Linked DNA regions of Rattus norvegicus: region 1 is linked to region 2. Evidence: chromatin contacts called from public Hi-C data. All regions are on one chromosome and are shown on one strand. The core of a region is the stretch at or near the end of the contact, and the rest is flanking DNA. Distances in the headings are between cores, read along the strand shown.

What was found. Hi-C and Micro-C count contacts between places; a contact is called where the count stands out from the background.
Region 1: a Hi-C map of psoas muscle shows a contact between it and region 2, with 2.2 times the contacts expected there. The contact joins two enhancer-like sites. A contact is called at or near these places in 3 of 12 Hi-C or Micro-C datasets (liver and psoas muscle).

What each region holds. Positions count from the first base shown.
Region 1 is chr7:23,130,153-23,135,982 of GRCr8, forward strand. Nt5dc3 (5'-nucleotidase domain containing 3) reads left to right here. Exons shown (of 14, transcript NM_001134887.3): 14 at 307-4,747. The coding sequence ends at 559. Among named protein-coding and RNA genes, the nearest start is that of Nt5dc3, 55 kb to the left of the region's middle. Within about 2 kb of position 2,404, at least 3 of the 93 cell types and tissues checked have an H3K27ac peak or open chromatin away from gene starts, as enhancers often do.
Region 2 is chr7:23,094,696-23,099,952 of GRCr8, forward strand. It overlaps Nt5dc3 (5'-nucleotidase domain containing 3), which reads left to right. Exons shown (of 14, transcript NM_001134887.3): 2 at 3,901-4,085. Among named protein-coding and RNA genes, the nearest start is that of Nt5dc3, 19 kb to the left of the region's middle. Within about 2 kb of position 1,631, at least 3 of the 93 cell types and tissues checked have an H3K27ac peak or open chromatin away from gene starts, as enhancers often do.

The DNA.
Region 1 (5,830 bases), core at 1,154-3,653, 36 kb after region 2:
GGACAGATAGTGTTTTGTGGTTTGTTTATTTGTTTTGTAAGACAAGGTCTCATTATGTAGCCCAGGCTGGCTCCCTGATCTTCTGACCTCAGCCCCTGGTGCTGAGATTATGGGCGTGGGCCCCACACCTGACTCACAGTGTTTTTCTTGATTGATATTAAGTCTGCCCTTGGCTAATTGGCTGCTTTCTCCTCTCTAGTAGGTTTTGTTTTAAAGATAATTTTTACTCAAGTGTTCAAACAAAACCAAAAGCAAACCTTTAAAACTTTTTCTCTGTTGTTTTCTTTTTCCTTCATGAAATTTCAGAGAAATGACCAAAAGTTTCTTCAACGCCCAGTTTGGGAGTTTGTTCCGCACAGATCAGAATCCAACCTACTTCCTGAGGCGCCTGTCAAGGTTCGCGGACATTTACATGGCATCTCTGAGCTGCCTCCTGAACTACGATGTCAACCACACATTCTACCCCAGGAGGACTCCCCTGCAGCACGAGCTTCCTGCGTGGTCGGACAGCCCATCTGCCTTCAAAGCCCCTCTGCTGCAGGAGGCTCAGGCTAAGTAACCCTGTGTTTGCCTGAGGAAAAAGCCAGAAGCATTCGTGGCCTCACAGAGTGTCAAGTAGCCTGAGAGTTGCTTCCCAGAGTCAGATGCGCCTTTTGTATTTTTTCTACCTTACCATGAATACTGTCCTGTCCAGGTTGAGATAGGAGCTGGCCACCTGGGGTCTCCTGGCCCTTCTCCACACAACACTGATTCAGTCTTGTTTAATGTGGAACTAACAACGTCAGGCCTCTTGACGAGCGCACCCTCTTGATGGCTGTCTGTGTTCAGTAGGTCAAGAGTGGACACCTTGATTCTGTGAGGCATTTCTTGGTTGTTTACACGCGGTTACATTGAGGACCACAAGGGCATGGTGAAATGCAGAGACAGTAGGAAGCAGGTTGCTGAGGAAGCAGCCCTACCTGCGGCCAGTTCCCTGGTCTTCTGGTCCTAGGCTTTCAAAGACACTTTGCCGTAGAAATCACAGCCTACCGGAACGACTTTGCTGAGGAAGAACAAGAAGTGTTTGTCCTCAGTGTGCACTTGCTTTGTCTGCCCGAAGGGGTGACGGATGGGTTCCCTCCTCCCCAGGAAAGGGGTAAGGACACAGCCACTCGAGCTAAAGTTGCCTTTCAGCCAGTGGGTCGGACATATTAGAGGACAACAAAGACGCAAAGCCTTGGGACTCGGCCTGTGGCCAGCGCTATCCCGTGTGCTAGGCCATCCAGCATAGACAGCTGCTGATGGGAATGCCATGTTTCATGCCGAGAGCCAAGCTGGGGAAATCTCCTCTGCCCTTCCCCCTCTGGAGGGAAGACTCCTTATTACGTCTGTTTGCAGTATCTTTGAACACATTTGGGCACCACAGGAGTGGCTGCTGTCACTGACAGTTCTGTTCAATGGCGTTTTCATTGCAAAGGCCATGGAAGTGCTGGTGGCCAGATTAGCCTTGTCTCCTGTGGCCTGACGCCTTGTAAGCTTTTACACTAACGTGGCACTGCTGCTGCCGCCGCCATAGCTGCTGCTTCTTTCCCTTGCCCCCTCCTTAACCCCCTATCCCTCACCCTCACCCCCAGTTAGGGTCTTGCTATGGAGCCTGGGCTAGCCTTGGACTCAATCCTCCTGCCTCAGTCTCCGGAGTCTCGTATTACAGGCATGCAAAAGTGTGAAGGCGGCAGGAGCATGAAGGAGACGTGTGGCGAGTGCTTGCTCTTTGGCATCTTTATGGCAGTAAGTAGATCTAGCCGGCTGATGAGGGGCCGCTCCCAGCCCCATCGCTGTTGCAGGCTGCCTGCCGATGTGCAGAAGCTAAATGAACCGTGTAGCATTCACTGTGAAGCCCTGTGTTAGCATGGTGTCTTTGCTGTTGCTAGTGTTGAACGTTGTTTCGAAGGTGACCCTTCAGGCCCCTCCCCCTCTCGTGTGTTGTATTCTAAGCACCGGGGTTCAGCATTCTGCTCCTTTTCAGAACAGGATGGGTATTTTTCTGTTCCGGTGTTCCTGTTCCCCAGTGTTAGCCACCAGGGGGTTTTGGCAACTGCTCCGTGTCAGAGTCCTAAAAGGGGCGTGCTTGGGATGCCCCTGACTCGTGCTTTGGGGAGCAGAGTGAAGCTAAAAACAGTGACTCTTTGATCGGATCCTGTATTCTTCGGGTGTAGACTAGATGCCAGTTTCCAGGTTTGTCTACTCAGGATCGAGGCAGAGCTGCTCTCTTAATGCCTACAGTAGGCGACCAAAGCCTGGGGGGGGGAGGGGGGGGACATCTGGCTGTGAGAACTGCATCTTACAGCCTGCTCTGTATACAAGGATCACAGTCTCGAGGCCACCAAGCTCGACCGTACTGGGTCAGCCGGGACGTCACACCCGACACACAGCCGGGCAGACTGCACACTCAAACCGTGCTCTGGCAGAGTGGCCTGGCACGGCATCCTGCATGAAGAACAGGGGCGTTTCCACCGTGTTCCAGTCCTCCGCTAGTGCAGTCAGGACAAGTTTTAGCTTGTCCCTGGGACTCTTGGCTGGGGTCTGACCTACTGCACTGGTATCGTGTTCTTTTTAGAGTATTCTTTTGTGTGCACATTGAGGACGGTATATAGGTAAAAGGAGAGTGGGGTTTTTTCCACCTTTAAAAAATATCAAATTGTAAACCGAACAGTAAAAATTTTAATATCTTTGAACTATACATTTTTTTTGACATTGTTTAGACTGATTTTCTTAGAATCATGTGAACAAAAATTCAGTCTAAGGGCAGTCCCTGCCAGGGTGACATCCAGCAAGGCCATGGTGTCAGCAGCGGCCACTGGAGTGGTTTGCACTGCTGGGGTTTTCTCAGAGTTGCTTTTTCAGGGGAGAGCTGGCTTTAAAAATATCTCAGGTGCTGGGTGTTTGAAGCTCTTGCTTTTCCTCCTAAGATAGCACACCTTCCTCTTCCCTCCCCCTCCTCCCTCCTTTCTTCTTCCCCCTCTTCCCTCTCCCCTTCTTTTCTCTTCCCCCCACCCTTCCTCCCTTCCTCTCCTCTCCAGCTTTGGCCTCTGCTCTCCACACATGTCTGTCTCTGTCAAGTCCCCAACCCTCTTCTTCCTTCCTAACACCCCCACCCCCACACCTTCCACACCCCTCTTTACCATTAATACACCTGCCACTGATGTGGTCAGATCTCAGACTAAATTACCAGTTGCTTTGAACACATCGGCCCTCTTATTTATTGCAATAAAGGAGAAGTGAAAAGCTGTCGTGCCTCCTACCTAATTTAGCTTTGGGTGAACTAAATGGCTTTCCCCTCCCCTCAGCAAGTGCTAAATACACAGAAATTCCACTTTATCCAAATGCTCACTTGCTGCCAGAAACCTACTTGAGGCTCTTGACTAAAATGCTCAAAAGACTGAATGGCCAGATGCAGGGAGGGCTCCTTGATAGTTCTCTCCCGCTGCTCAGGGAGCCCATCCATTCTTTCTCCGCCCAAGGATTTTCTTTAGTTTGTTATTTTTGGGACGGGGTCTCAGTGTGCAGCTCTGGCTGGTCTGGAAGTTACTATGTAGAGCAGGTTAGCCCTCAGAGATATCCCCTGCTTCCACAGAGCGTTGTGATAAGAAGTGTGAACCACCAGACCTGGTGTGATTTCCTTTTGTTGGGTGGGTTGGTTTTTGTTTTATTTTTTCTTTCTCCTCTTTTTTCTTCTTGTTATTTATTTACTTATGTCTTTGGCATTAATATTTGGGAGCAAGGTTCTTTAGTTTAGCTAACGTTTCAGACCACAGATAGGTTAAACAACGGGAAGGAAGAGGAGGGGGGCCTTTTCTAATTAGGGAACCATTTTCAACTTCGAAGGCCCTCCCATTGCTGCATCTGCAGGAATGGATCCACTGTTCCATGGGGATTTGATTCACCAGCACAGACTGTGGGTGCTGGCTCCTGCTTGGATGGCAAGATTCTTTGCTTAGAGCATGTGGGGTCTTTCCTGCTTGGGTACAGTTAGTGTAAGCGCTAAGCCACTGTGCCGTGCTCCCTTAGGAACCCTGTCTCCCCCTCTACACGGCCACAGCCAGTGCTATGTGAGTTTGCAGTACCTGCCAAGATTGCTTCACTGTGGATTTGAGCTGTGAGCTGTTACCCTTTTTATGACTCTGCTGGGCTCAGGACTGAAGGCTGATTCATCCCAGGGGCTGGGAGTGGTGCGGGCTGATGTGTTTCTCTTTGAGAATTTCCTTGACGCGCAGCCTTGCTTTGCTCCGGATCACATGCCTTTCCTGCAGTGTATAATCTGTGACTGTTCCCTATGAAGGGACAGGGCCTGGTCTCTCCAACATTACTTTGGGGCTAGCTCCAGAGCTCCCTTTAGGGCTACCAAGACCTTCTTGTGTTTGCCTTGTGTTGCAGCACCCCTCCCCCGCAACTAGTTTGCCCCTCCTTGTCCCAGATGTGGATCCCAGCAGTGAACCTCTCAAGACCTTCCTGCATGAAACTTTTTGTCTCCAGTCTGCTCCTCCCAAAGTGCTCCTGCATTGTTTTTCTCTGTTAGCACAGGCTTGAGCTCCGATGTAGGCCCATTCCCTAATTGTGTCATGGAACGACTGTACCTGTGTGGCATCAGGCATGACAAATGCAAAGTAGGTTTACTATTTATTCGGAATGTGAATTTGCTATTTATTCTACATGTTGATTGTCTATGTTGTGATAATGAACTCAAAGCCAAATAAAAGCTTGAATTGTATTTTGTATGTGTGTGTGTTAGTGCACTATCGGTTACGGGTATTTAAGCCAAGTTGAAACATGGTTTCCTCCCAGATGTCTATAAAAAGAAATCAGAGGTTTAAAAAAAATCCCTAGGGGTGGGAGGACAGCTCAGTGGTAGAGTGCTTACGCAGCATGCTTGAGGCCCTGAATTCCATTTCCAGAACCTCAAAAGAAGGAAGCGAGTGGACCCACAGAAGGGGATCAAGAAAGGTGAAATGTAGGCAGTTTCTGGGCTTCAGGACTAAGTCACAAATAGAAACTTGGGAGAGCTCTGCCCCGGGCAGGTGGCAGCTGGCAGGCATACGCAGGGTGGGGTGGTGTTGGGGGTATGAGGCGGGGTACACCGTCTTGTTAGCGCATAGTCATTGACCAGGGATCTGGGACACACTGAGGAAATACGGGATTGAGGAATATTAGGAAAATTTGCTACTGGGTTTGGATATGTTTAGAAATATTGAATGCCTGGCTTTTACACATCTTAAAAGTGTGTGTGTGCGTGTGCGTGTGTGCGTGTGCGTGTGTGCGTGTGCGTGTGTGTGTGTGTGTGTGTGTGTGTGTGTATTTGGCATCTGTGGCACTACCGTGCTCTCTCTCGCTGTGCCGAGCAGACCCTCATTCGTGTCTCCTGTGAATGTTGTGATTCCCAGTGTGCTCACGTCTGTTTGTGTTGGATGATGAGTGCTGCAGACCCACTAGCTAATCCATCCTACATTTGTTGTTTCGGGGGTGTGTGTCCTGGAAATGCCCATTGTTCCTTCATGGTGTGATGTCGCAAAGGCAGTCCCTCTCTGGAGAACCACGGCGGCCTCAGACTCCTGGAGCTGGGAGAGAGCTTGTAAGACACTTTATGGCTTTTAGAACTTAAATAGACTTGACTTGGCAAAACTTTAATGGAATGGGAAGAGGAGATTTGGGGTGTACAGGCAAAAGATGGGGAGCTTGAGGTCTGTTCAGCCCGGGCTTCCACCCTGTCCCCCATAGTGACTCCATCCTGCTAACACTGTGCCCTTCTGATGACTGGGGAACGAGCCAGTAGGTGGGCGAACTGGAGGTGCTTGGA
Region 2 (5,257 bases), core at 381-2,880:
TGCAGTGGGGTGTTATCTAGGGGGACGGTGTTTGAGTGTTCCAAGACTGTATTAGCCAGCGTTCTCTAGGGTCACAGAACTTACGGAACGTCTCTCTACATCGAGGGAATTTATTGTGATGACTACAGTCTGTAGTCCAATAGTCCCGGCAGTGGTGAGATGTGGATGGGAGGTCGAAGAATCTAGTAGTTGCTCAGTCTCACGAGGCTGGTTGTTTGAGCTGGTCTTCTGTGGAAGTAGGTTCCAACAGATGTGCTGGCACGTAAGTGCAAGCAGGTGACGAAGAGTGAATCTTTCTTCTTCCAATGTCCTTAATGTAGATCTCCAGCAGAAGGTGTGGCTCATATTAAAGGTGTGTACCATCATCATGCCTGGATCTGGGACTTGTTTTGTCCCAGGCTGACCTTGAACTCCGAGATCTCCTTGCCTCAGTCTCCTGGAGTTAAAGGCTTGTGTTACTTTACCTGGGCCTAAGCGTTTCATGGCCACTGTGCCTCAAGATTTCCATGCCAAGATCCAGGTCAGAATCTTGTGTCTCCCAGCCTCAAGTCCGGATCACAGATGAGCCTCCAATTCTGGATGGTAGTTCATCCCAGATAGAGTCAAGTTGACAACCAGGAATAGCCACTACAAAGAGAGAGTTCTGGAGCTGGATGGTGGCAGTGGGACTCCAGAGGGTGAGCTACTGAACTACACTTCAAAATAATCAGGATGGCCGGGCAGTGGCAGTTCACACCTTTAGTCTCAGACTCAGGAAGCAGAGGCACACAGATCTCTGTGAGTTCTGGGCCAACCTGGTCTACAGAGTGAGTTTCAGGACAGCCAGGACTACACAGAGAAATCCTGTCTCAAAACAAACAAACAAACAAATCTCAAACAAAGACCAAACAAAATAACAACAAAAACACCAAAAGAACAAAACAGAACAACAAAAAAATTAGGGCGGTAAATTTTGTTATATGCGTTATTTTGTCATAATACAGTAAACAACCACAAGCCCAAATCAAAACAGAATGCCTGCAACTTCTTTTCTGAAACAGGGTTATGGTACTGTGTAGCCCAGGCTGGCTGAACCCCACCCCACACCCCATGCTTCTAGGTGCTGGGATTATTTACCCTACCTTGTTTAGCACATTTCCTAGTGGTTTGTGGGATTAGTAGATAGAGAACCAGAAGCCACCTGGTTCACCTACGTCATCTGGGTGAATCTGTCATACTCAGGAAATAGCATCACCCACAGTAGCCATATTATCTACTGGGGGACACAGCTTCCAGCCCATTGTGCCTTGTGGCGCACAGAGCTGCCGCTCCACTTCCCAGCACCAGTCGTACCTCTTGCTGTCTCTGTTGTGTGCAAAAGGAACTCACTTTCTCCATTACACTCACTCCCGTGTCTACCTCTGCAGTTAGTTCCAGTGGGTGACTGAGAGGGGCAGTCTGTTCATGACGTCACATTAGAGAGTAGCTGAGGTCCCTTCAGGCTTCTGATGCTTCCCCTGTGCCTGTGTTGAAGACTGGCATGTGACACAGCCAGGCGTGGAGGTGATGACCCTCATGTGATGGGCAGCCCATTGGTGACCAGCTCTGGGGAGCCTTGGGTGGCTCCACCCGGCTGACCTGTGGGGCATTTCTCATGTACTGCCTTTCGGGCTTTCTTGCCAGTGCTTTTTCTAAATATAAGCCTAAACTAAAGCAGGCTGTTGGAGCTTCCCACACAAAGGTCATTTGTGAAAGGGGAGCTTTTGGGCACACCATAAGCCATCCGGCTCACCTACGTCATCTGGGTGAATCTGTCATACGCAGGAAATAGCATCACCTACAGCAACCCGGCCACATAACAAGGATCCTCAGTATCAGATCTGGAGGACCAGGCAGTGCTGACTTCTCCCTGCCTGGGAGTCAGTTCTCGTGAACTGCCTGCCTCCTGTTTTCTGCACGTTAGTCTTACTGCCCTCCGAGCCGTGCCACTTGCGGATGAGACAGAGAACCACCCACCACCGCCCTCACCCTGAGACCCAAGGCAGTTGTCTGTTGTTTTTAATGAAGGACGCTAATGAGAGTGTGTCATTTATTGGGGAGTTCTGTAGAAATGTCAGTGTGGGCAAAACTGTGCTCACTCATGCCTGGCTTGGGAACTGTGTGGGGTCTTAGTGGGATTTTAATTTGATGTATGGGGAAGACACCTCAGGGGGTAGCCATCTGCCACTGACCGAAGGTCTGTGAGGTTTTTCTAACTTCTGCTGGGTTTGCCAAGGGCTGTAACTTTCAGGACTATAGCTGGGACTCTGCCCTGGTAGGGGTCTGGTCACGTGACCAATAAGGTTGTCATGGCTTGATTACTAAGATGACTCCTTAGTGGAAACTGCTCATAGTCAAAAGACGTAAAAATAATGGGCGGACTCGTTCATTTAGTTATGTTTTTGTTTTTAAAAATACAGTTTTACATTCGATTGGTTGGCTGGGGGCAGTGCAGGGGCACACACACACACACACACACACACACACACACACACACACACACCACAGCACACATGTACACATACACACACTCTTGCAGTCATACATTCTCTCTTCTGTCTTCTGTGCAGGCTACCAACATGGCTGTGGGGACGCTGTCTTCAGAGTCTGTGAACAATCTTTATGGTGTCTGGATGGGGTGAGAGCAGAAGCAGGAGTGGACATGGCTTTAGTGTTGTTAAAAATCATAGGTTGTTAAAAATCCATGGCTTAAATGGATTATTTTTTGGGGGAATAAATACAGGGAAATATTCCAACACACTGCAGAGCTAAAACCACTAACATCCTCTATTTCATCTTCAGGCTGTACTTTCAGTGCTGGGGGTCAGATGGCTCTGGGCATGCTGAGCGAGCGTGTACTCTTGCCACTGAGTCACAGCCCTGAGCCACAGTCCTCCCTTGCCTTGCAGATCGGATCGCGGTAAGGGTCCATTTGAACTCATGGAAATGGTAAGGTAGAAGGAATTTTTGGAATCCCTTTAAGAAAGAAGTGATGTCATAGCTGCCCCTCAAACAGAAAGACCTGCTATAGTACAAACTGCTTCCCTGTCTGGTGGACCCCGATGTTGGATGGGGTGACCCCACCCCTAATGCAGCTGAAAGAAGTGATCTGCTCACCACAAAGGTGTTATTATTAAGTAGGAAGGAATTAAATGAGTCAAATGTCAGGTTGGTTATGGCGTACATATATAATACATATATTGAAGTGTCAGGTCGTAGTAGCCTGAGGTCAGATCTCAGCGTCTGCGGTGATGTGAGCTTGTGGTTGAATATGAACTATGGAGACTGACACACAGGCTTGTGTGTGTAGTAAGGTCAGCCTTATAGGATATATATGGAGACATGGGTAGCCAATACATTGAATGTTAGGATCAACCTCTCTCTCTCTCTCTCTCTCTCTCTCTCTCTCTCTCTCTCTCATATTTAAAAATGTTGATCCCTTGAGGCACTGTATCACGTGTTCTTTCTCAGTGACAATCTCATCAGCATGATGGAGACTCCTCTGAACTCACATGAGGACTCTAGGAGCCCCACCCATGGATTTGGTATATTCATGAAATGCATTCTGCTGTGCCCGTCACCACAATCAAATTGAGAATATTTCTACCACCTGGAAAGAAATTCTAGACACAGTAACAGTCACCTCCTCACCCATCTGGCACAGCCACTAGTCTTCTTTTCTGTCCCCACAAACCTACCTTTCTCCTTCTTCCCTCCTCCTCTTCCTCCCTCCCCACAAGTGTTCTACCACTGAGCTGCCTCCCCAGCCTGGGATCTGCCTGTTCCAGACATCACATGGATGTGCAAACTGCTCCCTTTGTCTAGACGCCATCCGACCCCTGTCTGTCCCAGGAGATGACAGGTTCTTTTCTTTGCTCCTAGAATTGGTTCCCTCCATCATGAACAACTTGCTGAATCCAGATGCCATTTTCTCGAACAATGAGATGAGCTTGTCGGACATCGAGATATATGGCTTCGACTACGATTACACCCTGGTGTTCTATTCCAAACATCTCCACACGCTCATCTTCAACGCTGCCCGGGACCTTCTCATCAACGAACACAGGGTAAGGCTGCAGAGACCTTCCTGTCCTCTTCCCTTTGACCCCTGTGGTGTCTGAAGAGCAGACAGCCCTGTGCATGCATGCCCAGGCCCTGCCCTTTTACAGAAGCCCTGCAGCGAGTGGCTGCAGGATGAAGAAGCAGGTTTCGGTCCATTCCAACTTTCCAAGTGACTCTTACCTAGAACCTAGTTATGTGTATGTGTGTGCATGAGTGTTCATGTGTGTGCAAATACATGGATATGTACAAGTTTGTATATAAGTGGGGCCAGGGAACAACCTTGGGTGTCATCTCAGGAATGTTGTCTAAGTCCCCTGAGACAGGCTCTCTGATTGGTCTGGAGCTCAATTAAGCTTCAGCAGTGGACCTCAACCTTCCTAATGCTGTGACCCTTTATACATTTCCTCATGTTATGGTGACACCCCCAAACCATAAAATTACTTTCATTGCTACTTCATAATTATATTTTTTTCATTTATACTTCATAACTGTAATTTTGTAGTTATGAATTGTAATGTAAATATCTGTGTTTTACGATAACCATAGGCATCCCCTGTGAAAGGGTTGTTAGATCCCCAGAGGGATTGTGACCCACAGATTGAGAACTGCTGGGGTAGACTGTCTGGCCGGCAAGCTCCATCCCTTCAGTTCTGGGGTTATACCTCCCACCCCCCAATACTACATAACAAGTATGTTTATAATCTCTGTCTCCAACCAGAGCCTGGCGCCCTCCCCCGCCAAAACCAGGACTTTGCTTTGATTTTGAAGCTCTCTGTGTTGAACATTACTGTCTTCGATGGCTATTGTTTTAAATGACAAACCAACGAAGACTCAGATGTGAGTGAAAACCTGCTAGCTCAGAGAGGCAGAGAAAGCACCCAGCCGACCTTCCTACCGAAGTCCCAGAAGGGAAGAGCTCCTTCTTCTCCTTGCTGCCTTGAATACCCTTCAACTCACAGACCCTCCTTTCTCTTTCCTGGGTTTTCTTATGTTCACTCCCTGTCAACTGGTTGCTTGCTGTGCCTTTTGACCTGATCTTTGACTTTATTTAGCTCTTGTTTGCAGAAGGTTCTTGGGTTAAAGGCGTGTGCAGGGCTGAGCCACAATCACAACAAGACTTTTCCAGTTCACAGTCTTGGGGTTCACAGTGTGACCAAATGCCCTGCAGCAGATGGTG